3 separate regions of the Mus musculus genome follow, and all the other regions are linked to region 3. Evidence: chromatin contacts called from public HiChIP or PLAC-seq and capture Hi-C data. All regions are on one chromosome and are shown on one strand. The core of a region is the stretch at or near the end of the contact, and the rest is flanking DNA. Distances in the headings are between cores, read along the strand shown.

Evidence for each region. HiChIP or PLAC-seq counts read pairs in DNA pulled down with a chosen protein or histone mark. Capture Hi-C pulls out chosen DNA fragments and counts their contacts.
Region 1: an H3K27ac HiChIP or PLAC-seq map of microglia shows a contact between it and region 3, with 6 times the contacts expected there. The contact joins two enhancer-like sites. A contact is called at or near these places in 1 of 39 promoter capture datasets (the 3T3-L1 cell line), 16 of 484 Hi-C or Micro-C datasets (B cells, the BV-2 cell line, the G1E-ER4 cell line and 10 more) and 7 of 115 datasets of contacts at active chromatin or transcription factors (CD8 T cells, the HPC-7 cell line, bone marrow-derived dendritic cells and 4 more).
Region 2: a capture Hi-C map of bone marrow-derived macrophages shows a contact between it and region 3, with 3 times the contacts expected there. The contact joins two enhancer-like sites. A contact is called at or near these places in 1 of 484 Hi-C or Micro-C datasets (cortical neurons) and 1 of 9 other capture datasets (bone marrow-derived macrophages).

What each region holds. Positions count from the first base shown.
Region 1 is chr16:92,714,392-92,718,358 of GRCm38.p6, forward strand. The region is part of intron 2 of Runx1 (runt related transcription factor 1); the gene reads right to left. Among named protein-coding and RNA genes, the nearest start is that of Gm30281, 46 kb to the right of the region's middle. Within about 2 kb of position 1,365, at least 92 of the 459 cell types and tissues checked have an H3K27ac peak or open chromatin away from gene starts, as enhancers often do. A contact at or near this core is called in the BV-2 cell line, the G1E-ER4 cell line, the HPC-7 cell line and 3 more, where this site is marked.
Region 2 is chr16:93,082,822-93,086,739 of GRCm38.p6, forward strand. No RefSeq gene overlaps it. Among named protein-coding and RNA genes, the nearest start is that of Gm30474, 47 kb to the right of the region's middle. Within about 2 kb of position 1,705, at least 22 of the 459 cell types and tissues checked have an H3K27ac peak or open chromatin away from gene starts, as enhancers often do. A contact at or near this core is called in bone marrow-derived macrophages, where this site is marked.
Region 3 is chr16:92,865,911-92,870,199 of GRCm38.p6, forward strand. No RefSeq gene overlaps it. Among named protein-coding and RNA genes, the nearest start is that of Runx1, 42 kb to the left of the region's middle. Within about 2 kb of position 1,636, at least 86 of the 459 cell types and tissues checked have an H3K27ac peak or open chromatin away from gene starts, as enhancers often do. A contact at or near this core is called in the BV-2 cell line, the G1E-ER4 cell line, the HPC-7 cell line and 3 more, where this site is marked.

The sequences.
Region 1 (3,967 bases), core at 115-2,614, 150 kb before region 3:
ACTCTGAGATGCAGGAATACTCTGAGATGCAGGAGTACCCTGAGATGCAGGAGCACTCTGAGATGCTGGAGCACTCTGAGATGCTGGAGCACTCTGAGATGCTGGAGCACTCTGAGATGCAGGAGCACTCTGAGATGCAGGAGCACTCTGAGATGCTGGAGCACTCTGAGATGCTGGAGCACTCTGAGATGCTGGAGCACTCTGAGATGCTGGAGCATTCTGAGATGCAGGAATACTCTGAGATGCTGGAGTTCCCTGAGATACTGGAGTACTCTGAGATGTAGGAGCACTCTGAGATGCTGGAGAACTCTGAGATGCTGGAGAACTCTGAGATGCTGGAGCACTCCGAGATGCTGGAGCTGGTCACTCACAAAAGGACAATTCTGAAGTAAGTGAGAGAACAGGGTTGCTCCAGTGGCTACCTTTCTGTGGTAGATGCTGCTAAGCATTTTCCTCCAGACAGACACGTACTATAATTTGTGTACTTTTCAGAGAGCAAGTGGGCTCCTAGAAACAAGCTGACTTCTCTCAGCTTGCCCATCTCGCAGGCCTGGGACCCTCCCTCTGAGAAGGCTGTCTCACCCTCCGCTCTAGCCCTGTGCCTCTTCCATTGGCCATTTTGTAACTTCCCTAAAATCAGGAGGGTCTTGTGAAATTTTCTCTAGAAGAAATTTAGAAATTACTCCTGGAAAGCTCCAGTGGGTCTCTTCTCTTTCAAAGTCCTTTCCCGAGAGCAATCCACAAGTTTAAATCCAGTTCCCAAAAGTCCCAGGAACCGACAACCTGATCTCTGGAAAAACACAAATGAAGATTTCTCTGGAATTCTCAAGCTATGGTACAGTGAGATGGAAAGGGGCTGGCATTAACAGTCTCTCAGGATCTAACTGAGTTTTTTTTTTTCCTTGATTTTTTTATTTCTTGATTTTTTTTTCTTATTTCTTGACTTTAATAGTTAAAAGCAAAAAAGGAAGACTTACTCAACGAGGCCACGTTGGACTGAGGAACAAAGAGGCCATCTTCCTGGACAAAATGTCCAACTTCAGGGACATTTATTTTTTAAGTAGCAGGGTGGAAGGGGGGATTTTTTTTCTTTAATGACCTAAGCTGAAACAAAGGCGACAACAACAACAACAACAACAACAACAACGACACCCGAAATATCTTTGTCTTTCCTCAGGAGAAGTGTCTTAGGACAGAGTGGCTGCTACAGCGGAGGTGTTGCTCAATGTTGTGTTACAACACTATTCCAACTGTCGCTGGGGCGGGGATGGCAGTCTTGCATCAACCCCCTGCAAGGTGTTTCCTGGGCTTTGCAGACAGCAGTGGGGGAGGTGCTGCTCCTCTTGTGAAGGCAGATAATGCCTCCCGCTCCCTCAGCTATCTTCTGGGGCTCGCCCTGGAGATAACAGCTTCACTGCCTGAGGGAGCCCCACGCTCCCAATTTGTAGATCTATATTGATGAAGCTTTTTGTGTTTATCAGACACAGTTTTATCATTCCTCTCCAAATGCCCCCAGTCACACTCAGCCTTTGAACTTTGGCGAATTTATCAAATGGGAGCAATGATTGAGGAGATGTAAAGGCTTATCTGGAATTCTAAAGAAAGAGGAACCGAGCCACGGATCTCTCTGCTAGAGCAGGTCTTTTGGGTGTGTGTGTTTGTGTGCATGGGCTTGTGTTTGTGCGTGCTTGTGTGTGTACGTGTACACACATGAGCACAGGCATGTGTGTTTGCACATGCACACGGGCACATGAAAACAGAGGAAGATGTTTCTTATCTGGGGCAGTAGATTGCTCTATGTAGACATCTTATGCATTTTGTTTTCCTGGACACCTTGCCTTGGATCTTTCTCAAGGCCCCAGAGCAGGTGGTTGAGCTCAGCCTGACTCGCAGTGTGCACAGAATGACAGGCCCTGCATAAGACCCACTTTGACCTCATTTAGATCAGGACTCTCTGAAACCAAGTATCAGCCCTTGAATGGGATTCATGCTGGCTTGTGTTACTTGTATCTTCTTAACAGGCAAACAGCACGAGGCTTTTGAAAGGTTCCAGACACCTTTAGAATCTTGTTCCTTCGTTTTTTTTGTCTTGTTCCTTCTTTTTTTGTCTACTTTTCTCCCCCTCTCTCTCATCTCTCTTTGTCTCTGTTTCTTTCTGTCTCTCCGTCTCTCTCTCATTCTTTTATCAAATTCTACTCTGCAAATCAATATAGAAAGGCGGGGAGGTGGGGACAGATGAAGAGGATGAGGCCCCTCCCTATGCTGGCACAGAGGCCCCTGCGATGCTCCCAATATCAGAGAGAGGTATGGGAGGAAGGAGGAGAGAGAAGGGGAAAAGAGGGGAAGGAAGGAGATGAGAGGGAGGGGGAAGGAGAGGGAGGGGAGGGAAGAAGAAGAAAGGGAAAGCTCTAGTTACAGACCTGGAGGGAATTTCAGAAGGGAGTCCCTGCCCCAGAGTCCCCGTTCTTCCTTGGGTTTGTCCTCCAATCTCTTGTCCTCCAATCTCTCAGCAGGCTGTCCTTCTGAGAGGTACGATTACTCACCATTGGCAGCTATGGAAAAGGCAGCCTGATAATGAGACTGAGATGAGGCCTTTCATCAAATGATCTCTGCCATTATGTCCCCCCCCCCCCGCTTTCCTCTTCTCCTTATTCCCCCTCCTCCTCATCACACACACACACACACACACACACACACACAGAGGCACACACACATGCACAGAGGATGAGAGAGAGAGAAAGAAGAGAGGGGAGAGGTGGAGGGGGAGGAGGAGAAGAGGGAGAGGGAGAGGGAGGAGGAGGGGGAGGGGGAGAGGGAGGATGAGGGGGAGGAGGAGGAGGAGGGGGAGGGGGAGGGGAAGAGGGAGGGGGAGGGGGAGGGGAAGAGGGAGAGGCTGTTGCAACACTGTACAGTCTGGGCACTGCCTGTTGGGTGGCCACTGTCCTCAATCCCTGGCCAGACCTGTCCAGGGTGTCTTGCCACCACACTACACCCTGGCTGACTGCTATGGTTCACACTGATGTTTAAAGTAGAGACAGCATGATTTTTCAGTACAAGGTCTGTCGCAAGGGCACAAGAAGTCTTTAATAAAAACTCTTTGGGGACAGTAGGGACTGTCAGTAAGGGATCAGGTAGATTATGTCTAGATCCAAGCTTATGAGCTCCCGTGGTGGAGCGGGGCCTGTGTATACTGAGTGGCTAACGTTGTTGTTTACAATAACACCCACATGCAGTTGCTGGACGGTGTAAGAAGCAGGGGTATTAACAAGAGTCCCTGCAGTGTCTATCGCTGGAGAATGTAGACTAGACCTCTGACAGTTCTAGGAATCCTGCATCCATGAGACATAGAGAAGGAGCCATGCTGTACCTGGCAAGACTGGACCTGTGTGTGGAGAGAGGAATGGCCTGCCACTGGCTCAGTGTTGGGGGCTCTGGTTGGGAGGAAGGAGGTACAGCTCTTCCCAGCAGCTCCATGGGACTACTGTCTCCATTATCTCATTCTGGAGCGGCTGCCTGATCACCCGACAGCTTCTGCTCCAGCCTCCCTGCAGTCAAAGAGTCAGAGTAAAGGAAATCGGACCCGGTCTCTCCTCCAGACAGAGTGTTCCGGGGCTCAGAGAATCCCAGGCCCTGTGGGAAGTTAGCCCAGCCACTGCATGGCCTAAATACCACTGCTCAGCTTACCGCGCCACGTTGCTTATTCTGCCCCCAGATACTGAAATCTCCTCCTTCCTTGGAACCTTTTAGCATCTCTCCCTGAGCCAGGGACACATCCCTCAACCTCCCAGTTGTTATCTAGGGAAGTAAGAGCTGAAGCAATCTCCCTTCTTATGCCTGGTATCAAGTCGTTCACTGGACTCTTTCCTACCATCTCGTTATGAGTCCTTGTCTGATGCAGACCTCAGACTGAAGGGATGGCTATCTCTAGGTGTTTAGTCGTTAAAGGAAACCAAATCAAAAACCAAAC
Region 2 (3,918 bases), core at 455-2,954, 220 kb after region 3:
GGAGATGGATCCAGTGTTTGGGCTAGAATGTCGAGAAACCAGTGGCAGAGATTTTCAGGCAACCGTGAGTCTTGGTGGCCAGGATGGGCACCTGCCATACAGACTGTAACTGCAATATTCTTTCTGAGATCAAAGCTGTGGACTGCTGTGACAAAAAGCCAAGAGGGAGAAGAGAGTGACAGTGTGGGAAGCTAAGGACAGTGTTCCTGGTGGAGGAAAGGGTTCCGAGAGCTGTGACCTTTGAACCAACCCCTGACCGACAGCCAGGAAAGCCATTTGAAGACCTTGAGGTGTTATTACTGCTTTTATAATAGCAAATTACATGTTAATCTCTTAGCTCAACCACAGAGCACTCAACAGCAGCCAAAGACACACACTCCTGCCCTTTCTTATGACGGAGGAAGAAAATGAGAGCCCAGACAGAAGGAGGGAGTCTGATTCACACCCACACTGAAGGGATCTACAGGGGAAGGAGGCTGCTTCCATCTCCTGGGCTGTTGATCATGATAACTGGTGGAAAGCTTGCCTGAAACCAGAAACCACACTTGGCTGTAGCTCTGTTGCTTTGCTGCATCCTCACACCCTGTTTCTTCCTGTGGCTAACAGCAAACAACCACTGGACCTGCTACCTCTCTTAGCCCATTAAAGAAAACCTGGGTCATTCCAAACACCATCTTCCCATCAAGCCCAGGGTTTGTGAGGCTTAGAGCTGGCCCTTTCTGAAATGTTTCTCCCTGAAGGAAGCTTAGTAGTCTCTCTCTCTCTCTCTCTCTCTTCTCTCTCTCTCTCTCTCTCTCTCTCTCTCTCTCTCTCTCTCTCTCTCTCTCTCCCCCCTGATGTGAAAGAGAGAGAGAGAGGCTACCTGGAGACATAACCTCATTGTCCCACAAAACACTTGAATAGTATTTCTCCAAAGTCATGATACATGTGACCTCACTTGGAAGTAGTTTACATATTTAGTAACTTCAGTGTGACTATTCAGTGTAATCATTCTGGATTAGGATAGCTGCTGAGTCCAGTAACAAACATCTTTCCTGTATGAGAGGGAGACTGGAGACTTGGAGCCTCAGCCAGGAGAGATGCACAGAGATGTAGTAGGGGTGAACCAAGTCAGCCTCAAGCTAAAGAAAGCCCAGGATTGCTGCCAGAAACCAGGGGCCAGGAGAAGGGCATGGAGTGACTGGTCCCGGCTTATTTGGGAGAAACCAGCTCAGTTTACATGTTAACTTGTGAATTTTAGCCTCAATATTGTCGAGAGGGAAATCTCTGTTGTTTGACAACAATAGGTTGGTGGTATCTTAGTATAATAGTCACAAAAATCCAATGTATTTGGTATGAGTCTCCATCATTGCTGAGAAGGCTAATTGTTAGTTATTGGGGGCCAGTGAGGTGGCTCAGCAGGGAGGAGTGCCTCACGCACACGCACGCACACACACACACACACACACACACACGAGTGTTCAAAACATAAGTGTCAGCCAGGGCCCTACAAGAAAGCAAAGAACCAAACCCTTCTGCCTAGAGACAAAGAGACAACCAAACAACCAACCAAACAACAAACAAACCTGGCAGAGGAGTCTTGGGAGCAAGAAAAACAATTGTCAGCATAATTCTGGTTCCAGCCATTTCTGCATTTTAACACATGCTGGTGTCTTGAAACTGGAATCCAGGGCAGACAGTTCCTGGTTGAGGAACTAAGGGCCTGAGAGGGAAAATCCCTTCAGAGTCCCTCGGAGAGGTGCTGAGCTGTGGAAAGTGAACCCAGGGGCCTGTGAAGAGATTCTGTGAGGGGAGCCAGCACTGTTGCTGGGAGGTGGGGAAGGGAAGCAGGAGACAGATCCTCGCCTTTGCAAGCTGCAGCGTACTGGGCCAGCACAGAGGACTGGCAGCTTTGGCTTTGCCCTGGCAACATAAAGATTCATGAAGTGGCTTTTTAACACTTTGGACTATTGAGATTTTACATTGATCACACTGAGACATTAATTTCAGGCTCTTTTTAAAAATGCTGGAGGTTCAGCCAGGCCCTTGTGCCAGAAGGCAGAGGTGTGGCCGAATGAGGAAGATGCTAGGTGCTCAGTCCCTCCCTGCGCTGTCCTATGGTCACAGACTGCTCTGCTCTGCATCACAGGCCTGGTCTGGTTCACAACAGGTCTTGGGACCCACAGATTACTAAAGAGATGCCCACTGCTGTGGAGGGGCATCTTTGGGCATGGGAAATACCACAGAGTGGCCTTCAGGTCCAATTGAGGAATGGCTTGAGCAGGAGGGCATCTGTCCCTTATGTAATGAACCTACATCGGAATACAGCTTGGCTTGCTTAGCATATTGGGCACAGTGGCTTTCAGAAACTTCTGGGAACAAAATCCCAGGTCTAAAACTCAAGCAACAAGCACTGGCTGTTTAACAAGGCATACGTAATGGACGTCAATTGGGTTTCTCAAAGCAATCCTCCTCAGATGCCTAGAGCCACACGCAGGCCCTATGGACAGACAAACAGGGAAGACGACACACACCAGAACCCAAGGAAGCCCTCAGAGTACAGAGGCTGGGATGAGCGCTTAACACCCATCACGTAGGGGATGCCGGGGCCGCTGAAATGCAGATGATTCTTAGAACGGTGGACTCATGTAAGAGCTTTCTAAATGGTTACACAGCTACCATCTGGAAAGTCTACCATTAGGGTGTTCATCTTAAACAAAAGACAGAATACAATCAACAAATGTGTAAATTTTCTTGAATGTAATTGCTATCTAACTTAGTAGTTATGCAAACATTATACAGTATAGTGTTTATAATATGACCTGATAGATGGCTGTTTGACACAGCTGCACCCCCTCCATTAGTCATTAGTTGGCAGCGTTGTGGTCTCTTGACAGGGACAAAGGGAGAATCTTACAGCTTCTCCCAGTTTCTTAAGCTATGGACTGTGGCTCTTGGTGCTCTGTGGGTGTGGCTCCAGTGTTCTTCCTCTCAGGAGGAGCCCTTGTTTGGTGAACCCTGCTGTCTCTTGGCTGATGCCTGCATCTCCTGAGCTCTGCCTCATCTGTGTATCTGGTCATTCTTAAGGTTTGTGTCTGGAAACTCCTGCAAGTGACTGTCTTGTGACTGGGTTTGGGAGTCTCCTGAACAATTCATGACAGTCCTTCCCTGTTGGAACCACTGACTTACTCCTACCCGTAAAAACCTCTTTTCATTGTGAACTAACATTGATTGGCTCCAGAGACTGGACCCATAGTCCCCAACTCGCCAACTTCCTCCTCCCAGACATGAAAAGAGATTCTATATCTTCATGTATGTTTTAGCTCCCTCTTACAGTATCTGTTAACTTCAGCAAGGGCAATTTACTTCAGGCAGATTAAAATAAACAAGATATGTATGAATTCTTTCTTTGTATACGATCCTGTGAGTACTTCTGTCTAGAAGCCAAAATGAAATCAGAATACCAATACAAGGCATAACTGCCCTTGGGAGTATTAAAAATCTCATTCAGTATTCATGACTCCCAAATACACCGAATATAGAAGCACACAACATTCTCAATTTTATTCAATAAAACCGAGAATATTGGGTAGGATAGAAAAATAATGAAATCTAGAACAATAAATAGCAGCTGGTTCTGACTGCCCACTGGCGCGCACACATGTACACAGGCACATACATACACATGCACGCATGCATACACATACACACACATGTGTTCATGCACACAACACACACATACACATATATACATACACATACCACACCCATATACACACACGTACACAGACATATATACACATTTACATAACACACATGCACACATACACACACATGTTTGCAGGTACAATGTATTACATGAGTGCAAAGTAAAGAGAGAAACAGAAACAGCACGCTCACAAAAGCATCTGTTGGATAGGAGTTGGTACTGTCTTTGGG
Region 3 (4,289 bases), core at 386-2,885:
AGAAAGAGAGCATGGGAAGTGGAGGAGCATGGGGAAGTGGAGGAGCATGGGGAGGAGGAGAAAGAGGAGGAGGATGGAGAGCATAGGAAGTGGAGGAGCATGTGAAGTGGAGGAGCATAGGGGGAGGAGGGAGAAAGAGAGCACGGGAAGTGGAGGAGCATGGGGAGGAGGAGAAAGAGGAGGAGGGGCGAGAGTATGGGAAATGGAGGAGCATGGGGAGGAGGAGGAAGAGGAGGAGGAGGAGAGAGAGTATGGGAAATGGAGGAGCATGGGGAGGAGGAGGAAGAGGAGGAGGAGGAGAGAGAGTATGGGAACTGGAGGAGCATGGGGAAGTGGAGGAGCATGGGGAGGAGGAGGAAGAAAGACAGCATGGGAAGTGGAGGAGCATGTGAAGTGGAGGAGCATAGGGGGAGGAGGGAGAGGAGGAGGAGGGAGAGCATAGGAAATGGAGGAGCATGGGGAGGAGGAGGGAGAAAGAGAGTATGGGAAGTGGGGGAGCATGGGGAGGAGGAGAAAGAGGAGGAGGGGTGAGAGTATGGGAAATGGAGGAGCATGGGGAGGAGGAGAAAGAGGAGGAGGGGTGAGAGTATGGGAAATGGAGGAGCATGGGGAGGAGGAGGAAGAGGAGGAGGAGGAGAGAGAGTATGGGAAATGGAGGAGCATGAGGAGGAGGAGGGAGAGCATGGGGAGCATGGGAAAGATAAGAAGAAGAGATGGAGGAGGAGGAAGAACATGGGAAGTGGAGGAAGATGGGGGAGAAGGAAGAGGAGGAGGAAGAGACCAGCTCATTATCCAAACTCAGTGGCACCAAGAGAGACCAGAGACTCCATCCCCTTGGCGTTCTCTGAGGCCAATTGTCAGTGGTCACAATGGATGTACAGATCTCAGCTTCTCTCCGAGCCCCCTGTTCAGATCCTACAAGGATGATGTACCTGCAAACCACCTGTGCTCCTCCCAAGATGAGGGAGTTGGGATGATCTGTGTTGAATTTTAAAATACTTCAGGTGTATTCTCTACAAATTTGAAATATCCTTTGACAAGTCAGACCTTCCTCCCTAGATATCAAATCCTCTATGTTCTGGCACTCACAATCACACATATTTCTTCCACATCCCAGAGATAATTGATCATCCTGCCTGCCTCTGCTACTGGCCATGCCCTTGGTAGTCCACACGGGAGAAAAAAATTCTCCCCTGAGCCCAGAGTAGGTTTCCCTTCTTTTCACCATTGCTAACTCCTATATTCTTTCTGATTCACTGTTGAGCCTCAAGGGTGAGGGCTGTAGACACAGCTGTAAAGGTCATGGTCAGGTTCTGCTGTGGGACCTAAGGGTCTTTGCACTGGTGCTGCCACGTGGATTGGTGAACCGATGCCAACAAGCAGAAAGCATCATGGCTCAAGCAGTGTGGGAACTATGTCATCCTCTTTGTCATCCTTCAAGAGCGGGGGTGGATGGTTTCACCTCTGGTGCAGCAGATGGCTTCTGTCATCAGGGACCCAAGCCTTTTCTATTCTTCCTCTCTGTGGTCTTTGACCAGTTGGACAGGAAAACAAAACTTCATATTTATCACCTCATGATCACAAGATGGCTGACGTAACCCCCACAAGGCGTTCTCCTCTCAGCACCACAAACAGGAAGGAAGGAGCTGATGCAGATGTTGTTGTCTTTTGATTTAGAAAGCGAATCCCGTTCTGCTTCCCTCTTCCTCTCAGTGTGGAGACCTAATTATGTTCCTGTCTCTCAAAGACGATCAGTGAGGACAAGTAGGACCCCCACAGCTGGTTCAGACATTTGTGTTGAGAACAGGACTGACCTACTTTGAGAACAAAGAGAACTCTGTTCAATGTCTGGAACACAAGATTGGGAGGTGTTCTAGTTCGATTGCTGTTGCTCTGATGAGACCCCCTGACTAAGGGCACTTCAGGAAGTTAAGGGTTTATTTACTCTTTCAGGGCACTGTCTGTCACTGAAGGGTGTCAGCTGAGTCTATGTGGATTAACTAGCCTGACTGGGGAGCTCTCCCCAGCCTCAGAGGCTACGACAGGAAGCCTGGAGGAACTCATGGCTCATGCTCTGCTTTCTTTTTCTCTTCTTTCTGATCTAATTTTCATTTTACGTGTGTAAGTGTTTGTGCCTGACCTGAGTCTGAATAACTCGTCTGCCTCGCACCCCAGGGAGGCCAGAAGAGGGCATCAGAGTCCCCAGAACTAGAATTACAGATGGTTGTGAACCACCATATTGGTGCTGGGAACTGAACTCAGGTCTTCTGCAAGAGCAGCAAGTGCCCTTAACCACTGAGCCATATCACCACCTCTCTAGCCTTCTTAGACAGCTCTCTTATACACCCCAAGACCACCTGTCCGCTGTGGACTGGGCCCTCATACGTCAACTGACAATCAAGACCACACATGCCTTCCAGATATTCCCATAGGCCAATTCTGTCTGATAGGCTAATTTAATCTTGCTGATCTATCAGTTAAGACCCCCTTCTCAGGTGACTCTAGTCTATGTTAAGTCGACAGCTAAAACCAGGGCATGAAGAAACAGCTATGGGCTATGCAACCAGGAAGCCAGTCTAGGTATTCTGCTCTGAGAGAGTTGGTCTAGCTTTGATAACCTTCTTTGCCCTTGACTGTGGCCTCCTCCAGTCCAGGCATGCGTGGTCACAGGAGCACCTTCATCCTTGCACATTGCAGACTTACCAGAACTTTGTCTTCATTCTCACATTTACCTCCTGGAAGGGACCACTTCAAGCTTCCTTGCACACTGGTCATGTTTTTTATCATCTTGCCTTGTCTATTTATAATTCCCCACTCTAGGCTTCCAGGAAGCCTGTCTCTATCATGTTCCTTTTTTCTGAGCAGGCTTCCTCTCGTCAGCCCCTTTCCTTTCTTCCTCTCTGCCATGTTCTCGTAGTGGCTGTGCCTACCACCACTCTGTTGCTTCTTACTGTATTTTTTAATGTGTTATTTTTCATACAATTATATTTTGATTATGTTTCCCCTTCTTCAAATCCTCCCGGATCATCCTCACCTTCCAATACACCCAACTTTATGTTCTCTGTCTCTATTCCTTGGGGGCAGGGGCGGGGGGGGGGAGACCTCTAAGAAACAAAATCAAGCAGGAAACAGCCCTTTCAAACCACAAAAACTGAAGATCAAACAAATTAACAACAAAAAGCCAAGTAGTTAAAAGACCATTATGACAAAAACAGAAATTCTGAAACAAAGCAATATGAAAACAACAACAACAACAACAACAACAACCAAAAACCCACAAAAATACCCTTGAGTTCATATTGTGTTAGCCAGCCACTACTGGGCACGGGACCTGCCCTGGCGTGTGGCTCTGTAACATCACTGTTTTTAAGTGTGAAGTTAGATGAGCTTTAGAAATCACTATAAATAAGATACAGATTATGTTTATCATCCTCAAGATCAGGACGATCCTTCACCCTGCTTCCCCTTTGCCAGAGAGCTAGTTCATTCCTTCATGAAGCAAGGCTTTCTGCCACTCATGGCTTTGATTGGCAGGCAAGGAGCTCCATTCTTTTTTTGTTTGTTTGTTTGTTTGTTTGTTTGTTTGTTTGTTTTGGTTTTTCGAGGCAGGGTTTCTCTGTATAGCCCTGGCTGTCCTGGAACTTACTCTGTAGAGCAGGCTGGCCTCGAACTCAGAAATCCGCCTGCCTCTGCCTCCCGAGTGCTGGGATTAAAGGCGTGCACCCAAAATCCCCTGGAAGAAAGAAAATGTTTGGTGATAATAGCAGAAGAATGTTAAGTTGCATCCAAGCAGAGATAGCCTGGTTGGTCAATGGCCCTTCCAATAGAAGGAGTTTATTGTGATCCTCCCATCTTCAGAGGGTGTGATGAGTTTCATGTTAGACTTCTGTCCTCCAGAGCTGAGGTTGGCAGACACAGCTTACTGAGATAGAACACATAGAGCACATTGGGCAATGCCCTGTGAACCCAATGGGGAACTTCTTGGCTTTTCTTCCTTATTGGTTGTCTGTCTCCATCTTCCCCTCATGTACACAGGAACACACCTTACTTTATACCCCACCTAAACACTCTCAAACATTTGCATGTGTGCCTTTTATCTTCCTGGCATAGAAATTGGAAGGGTTTTGACCAACAGCTAAGATGTCACCACTTTTCTTCCCTTTGATCCAAATGTCTGTGTCCCAGAAAATCATATGTTGAAATGTTTACCCCAAGACGATGGGTTTTGGGGATTTGGCCTTTGGAGGTAATTGGGTCACATAAGCAGAGTTTTAACGTTCTTATAGGCA